Linked DNA regions of Zea mays: region 1 is linked to region 2. The links are chromatin contacts, called in public Hi-C maps. All regions are on one chromosome and are shown on one strand. Each heading gives the region's core, a stretch centred on a gene start, on an enhancer-like site or on the middle of the called end of the contact. The rest is flanking DNA. Distances are from core to core; before and after follow the strand shown.

The links. A called contact is a pair of places that touch in the nucleus more often than the background predicts.
Region 1: a contact with region 2 is called in a Hi-C map of leaf, with 5 times the contacts expected there. The contact joins the promoter of LOC103646447 here to the promoter of LOC103646446 in region 2. A contact is called at or near these places in 8 of 25 Hi-C or Micro-C datasets (bundle sheath, ear, endosperm and 3 more).

Annotation. Positions count from the first base shown.
Region 1 is chr2:53,174,146-53,178,472 of Zm-B73-REFERENCE-NAM-5.0, reverse strand. LOC103646447 (subtilisin-like protease SBT1.7) reads left to right here and starts at 1,535. Exons shown (of 1, transcript XM_008671183.4): 1 at 1,535-4,327. The coding sequence starts at 2,786.
Region 2 is chr2:53,042,235-53,046,056 of Zm-B73-REFERENCE-NAM-5.0, reverse strand. It overlaps LOC103646446, which reads left to right and starts at 1,307. Exons shown (of 4, transcript XM_008671180.4): 1 at 1,307-3,758. The coding sequence starts at 1,624.

The DNA.
Region 1 (4,327 bases), core at 286-2,785, 130 kb before region 2:
CCGTGCCGGCCTCCTCGCTTCATAATCACACACCAATGATCAGTAATCGCCACTGGAAAAAAAAAAGAGAGAGAGAGAGGCTTTGCCAGGACAGTTGCCACCCTTTACAACCAATGCTACTATGGTGCCGTATCAAATAGCTCCGTGAATCATTTGTTCACATCGCGAGTCGAGAACCGAACACCATCCATATAGGTCATCTTCACTCTCCCGCCTTCTATTTTAAACTTCACTCTATAAACAATAAACTCTATTATGCAAAAGAGTGTTTTGTACCGGCGTGTACAAGTTCCGAGTCCCGACGGAGTCAGCCTAAACAGTGATACCAATCTCCTGTACTTGTGTCCAGCTGCATGTATGGAGCTATCTCGCAATTACGAGTGCACTGTGCCGTATACGCAGTGAGTTCACAGGAAGCGAAGTTTGGAGTAACCGAACTGTGGAACAGTGCGATGGCAGGTTTATATATATATATATATATATATATATATATATATATATATATATATATATATATATATATATATATATATATATATATATATATATATATATATATATATAGGCACACACACATACACATACTGATTTGATTTGGAGCTCACAGGCAGCAAGCAACCGATCGATCCCTGATGATCTGTACAGTGCCGGGCTGTTGGTTGATGTGTTGCCATGCCATCGTCGTCAGGAATTAGAATCTGTTACGCTAGAAACTCGGGATCGATGAATGTGCGTGCGACCGCGCTGCGCTGTTCCGCCTGGAATCTTTGCCCTACTCACCAAAGTTTCAGTTCAGACAGACATGTAGTAGTAACTAATTGTTCAGAAACCCAGAGCAAGGAAAAGAAAGGAAAGAAAGATCGACGGCCTCAAAAAAAAAACTGCCTCTAAATTCCGGGCCGCGTCGTCGTCAGTGGTTGCAGAGTTCGTTACGCGAGAAGAGTAAATTGAATGGAGAATGCAACCCGGAATCGGAGCCCGTCACCACGCGAGCCGGCGAGAGAGAGAGAGCTCAGAACTGAAGCAAGGACGACGCGGTCGTCACGCTGCACTGTTCCAGGCCCCAGAGGTCTCACTCACTCAGTCACCGGTCGCTCTCAGTGCTCGCTGCCCGCCTATATATCTAATTATCTATCATCCAGTCCAGTCCGGCGGCGAGAAGGCGGCCGGCGGTGGTGGAGCACAAGGCCGGAGAAAAGGAGCACATCATGAAAGGAAGGGAAGGCAGCTATGACCGCAGCACGTACCGAACACCATCCCTCCAATCCCTGAATGCATGCCATGATGCCAGCCTGCAGCCTGAGTGAGTGCACGCAGCACCCACAGGCCACAGTAGGCAGCACAGCACTGCATGACTGCGCTGTTGTTTTCCATGCTCTGCTGTTCCTGCCTGTTGCGCAGCGGTTCCACGCGATCGTATCAACAGGAAACAGATAGCACGTCCATACCCAAATGGCGCCCCCGCTTCTTTCTTTCCTGCATCTCTTTGAGGTGGCGATAAGTCGATAACGGCAGTTGGCTCAGCAGGACAGGACAGCAGCTTGGCTTGAAAGTGGAAAGCACTAGTCTGCAATTGCGTAACGAACTGACTGGCGAGTAAACAAGGTGTGTGTGTGTGTGTGTGTTAGCAAGCACTGTAAAGGCAGGAGAATAAGAGCGGCGCTGCCGTGGGCGGAAAGCAAGTCTGGCGACATGGACGCGCACCAGACGCCGATTACATATATATAGTTTACATATGCACAGTACATTGCTTTCGTGAAAGGCTAATGGCACTGTACAATGATTGCAACGTCAACAGACATGCAGGCCACCCATGGGGCCGTTCCTGACTTTTCAGGGACCCAATACGAAATCCGATATTGAGGTCCTACCCACACACAAATATATATAATTATATATATATATATATATTATCAAATATTTGACATATAAAAATTATTATGCACTATTTTGAAGTTTATAAGATAACAAATGTAAAATATAGCAAAAAACACTTGTTATCTGATATTATTAAAAATATCTTCTAACATTTTGTGATACAAAGTCATCTTTTATATCATTGAGATCAATCTGATCCAACAACTTTTTTCCGATATATAAAATCGTCAAGCCATTTAACATCTTTTGAGTTATTGTTGACCAAAAATAGTTAAAAAACATTTCAATTTTTAAAAGCTTCTCTCTGCCGAAGCAACCATCATATGTATAGTTTATAATACTCTCCCTATATCAAAATAGAATTTGTTTTGCTTCTTTAGTGGATTCATCATCATCAATATAAACATAAAAATCAAGAACTAAAACAAATACTATTTTGAAACGGATGAAGTATTCGATAAGTAATTGAGACAGTTTAAAAATATAAGCGAGACTAGTCGATAACTCGATAGCGCATCACTTCTTTACGTATTTGTGCCTATAATAGATGTGTTCAATAGAAAAAATGCTACCATACAATAGCTGGGGGCCTGTATTTTTTTGGGCCCGTGCGGCCGCACCCTCTGCACCCCACGGCCACAGGTACGGCCCTGGCCACCCATGGCCGCCATGGGATCCATTATATAATGTGTGTGTGTTTGTACTATCCACTGCACCGGCGAGACGCGACGGCGAGTGCTCTCCACTTGTAGCATCCACTCACTCAACTCTCCACTCCGCTGATGATGATGCATAAGAAGCGGCAGCTCTGAGCCCAAGCGTCGATTCAGCTCAGCGCGCAGCTCACTTCATCCGGCGTCGATTCAGCTCAGCGTACCAGTTGGGGCTGCCTCTGACGCCCGCGATCATGTTTCCCGCCGCGCCGTTCGGGGCCATCAGCCTCTTGCTGCTGGCGTGCGCCGCTGCGGCTGCGGCGGCGGACGGTGAGCGTCGACCGTACATCGTCCGCATGGACGCGGAGAAGATGCCGGCGCCGTTCGTGGAGCACGAGGGGTGGTACCGCTCGGTGCTGTCGTCGCTGCCGTCCGGCGCGGCGCCGCCGGTTCACCTGTACACGTACACGCACGTCATGCACGGGTTTAGCGCGGTGCTCAACTCGCGGCAGCTGGAGGAGCTCAAGGGCGTGGACGGGCACGTGGCCGCGTTCCCGGAGACGTACGGCCGGCTGCACACCACGCACACGCCGGCGTTCCTCGGGCTGGTGAGTGGCGGCTCGGGCGTCTGGCCGGCGTCCAAGTACGGCGACGGCGTCATCATCGGGATCGTCGACACGGGCGTCTGGCCCGAGAGCGAGAGCTTCAGCGACGCCGGCATGGGCCCCGTCCCGGCGGGGTGGAAGGGCGCGTGCGAGGCCGGCCAGGCGTTCAGGGCCTCCGCGTGCAACCGGAAGCTCATCGGGGCGCGCTCTTTCAGCAAGGGCCTCAAGCAGCGCGGCATCACGGTCTCGCCCGACGACTACGACTCGCCGCGGGACTACTACGGCCACGGCTCGCACACGTCGTCCACGGCGGCCGGCGCCGCCGTCGGCGGCGCGAGCTACTTCGGCTACGCCAACGGCACGGCCACCGGCATCGCCCCGAAGGCCAGGGTGGCCATGTACAAGGCCGTGTTCTCGGGAGACACGCTGGAGTCCGCGTCCACCGACGTGCTGGCCGCCATGGACCAGGCCATCGCCGACGGCGTCCACGTGATGTCGTTGTCTCTGGGGTTCCCCGAGACGTCCTACGACACCAATGTGATAGCCATTGGGGCCTTCGCCGCCATGCGGAAGGGCATCTTCGTCGCGTGCTCGGCCGGGAACGACGGCTCCGACGGGTACACCATCATGAACGGCGCGCCCTGGATCACGACCGTCGGCGCCGCGAGCATCGACAGGGACTTCACCGCGACCGTCACGCTCGGCAGCGGCGCGGCCGTCCAGGGCAAGTCGGTGTACCCGCTGAGCACGCCGACCGTCAGCGCGAGCCTCTACTACGGCCATGGCAACAGGAGCAAGCAGAGGTGCGAGTACTCCAGCCTGAGAAGCAAGGACGTGAGGGGGAAGTACGTGCTGTGCACCGGCGGCCCGAGCACCGAGATCGAGCAGCAGATGGACGAGGTGCAGAGCAACGGCGGCCTCGGCGCCATCATCGCGAGCGACATGAAGGAGTTCCTCCAGCCGACGGAGTACACCATGCCGCTGGTGCTGGTCACCCAGCCGGACGGCGCGGCCATCGCCAAGTACGCGACGACGGCGGCAGGGTCAGCCAGAGCCGGAGGAGGGGCGCCCAGGGCGAGCATCCGGTTCGGCGGCACGGCGCTCGGCGTCAAGCCGGCGCCGACCGTGTCCTACTTCTCCGCCCGCGGGCCGGGCCTGATCAGCCCGACGATCCTGAAGCCGGACATCGTC
Region 2 (3,822 bases), core at 58-2,557:
ATCTGCAGACTTGGTTAGATCAGCGTGAGCTTATGGTGAAGTTGGTACGACAACACCTTCACAGAGCCCAACAAAGGATGAAGTTTCAAGCTGATAAGAATCGGACTGAACGAGAGTTCAAAGTAGGCGATATGGTGTATCTCAAGCTCCAGCCTTATGTGCAAACATCGGTGGCCACTCGAGCAAACCATAAACTCAGTTTTAAATACTTTGGTCCGTATCCCATTGTCCAATGCATTGGAGCTGTTGCTTACAAACTTCAACTGCCCCCTTCAGCTACCATTCATCCGGTGGTCCATGTGTCTCAGCTCAAGCGTTCGGTGGGTCCTCAAGCAGTGAGTGCAACCCTTCGCGATGCTACCACTCATCTTCAGGTTCCTCTGCACATTATCGACTGTAGGGTGGTGCTTCGCGGAGGCAAATCTGTTCGGCAGGTGCTGATTGGGTGGTCAAACTCCGGTGCATCACTTTCGACTTGGGAAGATGAGGAGGCTTTACGTATCCAATTTCCATCAGCGCCAGCTTGGGGTCAAGCGACTTCTCAAGGGGAGGAGAATGTCAGCATACCATCGGCTTCAGTACACTCTGAACACCAATCGGCAAGCGCAGGAACGAATGAAGCTGCTGTTGGAAGGATGGGCCGTCGCGTGCGCAGGCCTAATACATGGGTGACGGGAGCCGAAGGATGACTTGACTAATGGGCCGTGGGCCGTGTCAAATATATTGTTATACAAATACTCGATGAGATGCTGGTAATAGAGTTGTCGAATAACAGAACAATATTCGTCCATTTCTTCCGCTCTTCTTCCTCGGACCTCTCCTGCTCTCTTCCTCATATGCGGTGACATTCACGATGAAGGTGCGTGACACCAGAGCTCTCCCAAACGAAGCGATAACTTCTTTACTCCTACCTCCATCCTACGTCCTAAAAAATGTAAATATGGTATCCTAAAGTTTCTTAATTTTAACCAAACATGTATAAAAATAATTTTTTTAACCAAATAGATATAAAAATATTAATATCTATGATATATAATAAACATTACTCACTTCGTTATAAAATATAATTTATTTTAGATTAAAAATATATTTATTAATTATTCTACAAATGTAGTTGGTATATATGTCTATATTTATTATCGTAAAAATAAATATAGACCGAAAAAGACTAAAAACTATATTTTAAAACAGATGGATACTAGATTAATTATGTAATGTGTTTTTATAATAAATTTAACCAAAGATTGGAACGTACATAGTAATATCTTCTACGAACTTAGTTAAATTTAGATTCCTTAACTTGAAACGAGGTTTACATTATTAAATAGATGGAGAAAATATCGAACTGTTCATACATATCACTCTCAAACAAACTTCCTTTTATTTTCTGTCAAATAAAAACAAAGCTTATATAATTCAGGCACACCAACCCGACTCCGTTTGACGCGGCTCCGATGGTCACAACCGGCGCCCTCGTCGCCGGCGCCGCAGTCAACACCTGAGACCTCGTCCTGCCTGCCTGGGGTTCGATTCGCACGCCCTCTGTTTATTTTTATCCATTCCTCATCTCCGATTTTGTTTGCTTTATTTGCTCTCGCCGCATCTGATTCCACCACCGCGGGAATGGATTGGGCGCGGCAGAAGGGCGTGAGCTTGCCGCTGCCGCGATCCGAGTACGAGCCCCCGCGGATGCATTATCAGCATGCCGGTAGCCGCAGCCGCATGCCGCCGTTCGCACGCGGCGGCGGCGCCTACAGCCGCGGACAGAAACAGTTCTACCCGCCGCCACCTCCTCCCCTCCCGGCGGCCGCGCTGCCTCTGCTGCCGCAGAACAAGCATGAGGTGCTCATGGAAGCCGGCCGCCTCGCTGCCGAGTACCTGGTGGCGAAGGGCGTGCTCCCTCCTGGCTCCTTGCAGCAGCGCGGCAGCACAGTCGTCGCTGGTGGGTGGGGCCAGCTACCGCCTCCACCTCCACCGCCGCTTTCGGTGACACAGGAAGCCCCAGCATACCATATCGCCAGGAATAGCCGGCGGCAGATCGATGATGAGCGTGGTATTCGTAACGCCCGCTCACGGCGGAACCGTGGTGGCGACTACAGTAGCAGCAACGGTAGTAACTATAATGGAAGGGGGAAAAGGAAATTTGGGGCTGACAATAAGTATTCAGATTGGACAAAGGATAGGGGGAGGAACAGGCGGTATTCTGATATCCGGAGTTATGATGATGAGGATGATGATGGGGCTCCTCCTGGGTTCAAAAGGGAGCGCCAAAGCGGTGGTGGGATTGACGAGGTTGGTAGTAGCATGTCGGGGGTAGCTTGGGAGGGGCCATCATCGAAGGTGGAGGCGATGGGGGAGTCGGAGCTGGAGGATACTGGGTCAAAGGCTAGTTCTAACAGCAATATCCAGCAGAAAGCTAGTGCTTTGCAAGAGGTGGAGGATGAAAATGAGGCAAACAAAATGCAGGAGAACAGTGTGGTGTCTAATTCAGACGTAGCTGAGCAAGCATTGAATGGTGAGGATAATAGCAACAATGATTCTTCTGCTGGTGTTGAAGAGGCAGGGACAAAACATTTGCCAGTATCCTCAGGTGAAAAGGTCTCAGATGGGAGGCTTGAACATAGCGGTGTTCTGAATGACAAGGTTGAAGATGACAGTACTTTGCATGAGAAGTCTGAAGATGACACAATGTCGGAAGAGGTCTCTGTTATGGAGAGCAATTTGCCTAATGACGCTAGAAATTTGCTAAACTATTGTAGTTTTGCAAGAGTTCCAACAAGACCACGAACAGTGCTTGCAAACAGGAATGTTGGACCAGGTCAAAGAGAAATTACTGTGTCTGAACAGCTCAATTTGGTTACTTCTGAAGAAATATCCAATATGGCAATGGATGGAGAAGCTAACACTAATTCCATAACTAGCATCGAGGAAGGCAGTAAAGTTGAGCTGGTTGGCCAAGACCAAGAACATGCTGAACAAAGCGCTATCTGCAATCAAGTGGCAGAATCAGTGGCATTCCATGAAAAGGAAACTCGAGGTGAAACTGAAGAAAAGGAAGAACAGAAGAACATCCCTCAACATTATGAAGTTGAGGATAATAAGGAGACAAACGAACTGTGTCCTACATTTGCTTCTTCTCAGAATAACCAAAGCGCTATCTGCAATCAAGTGGCAGAATCAGTGGCATCCCATGAAAAGGAAACACAAGGTGAAACTGAAGAAATGGAAGAACAGAAGAACATCCCTCAACATTATGAAGTTGAGGATAATAATGAGACAAATGAACTGTCTCCTACATTTGCTTCTCAGAATAACTTCAATTTGCAAGTTGAGAAAGGAATACAAATCTACAATTTAGATACACCGCCACAAGATGAATTGTTGATCGATCCACCCGATAAAGGGAAAACAGTTGATTCGGAGTTATTACCTAACATCAAAGCAGAAGATGCTGTTACAGTGGAAGAGGAAAAGATTGGCCAGTCTAGCTCATTTAAAATACGTGATCTCAACCTGGTTGGTAGTCCAGAGGTTGTTGACATGCGAGGTGACCCTCGTTTAGGCCAAAGCTCTACTGCTGGATGTCCAGTAGACCTACAAGATAATCAACAAGTTGAGTTTGAAACAGCTCTTGGTAACAACCCGAATAATACTGACACATGTGCCCCCTTTCTGTTGGGAAATAAGTCAGTTCAAGTTATTGATATCGAAGATGACATACCAATTGAAGCCGGTGCTTGTGACACGTCAAAATCAAAGTGAGCTATTCTTCTCTGCTGTTTCATCCTGGTGAAAGAATACATAATATTTTGTTTTCATTTC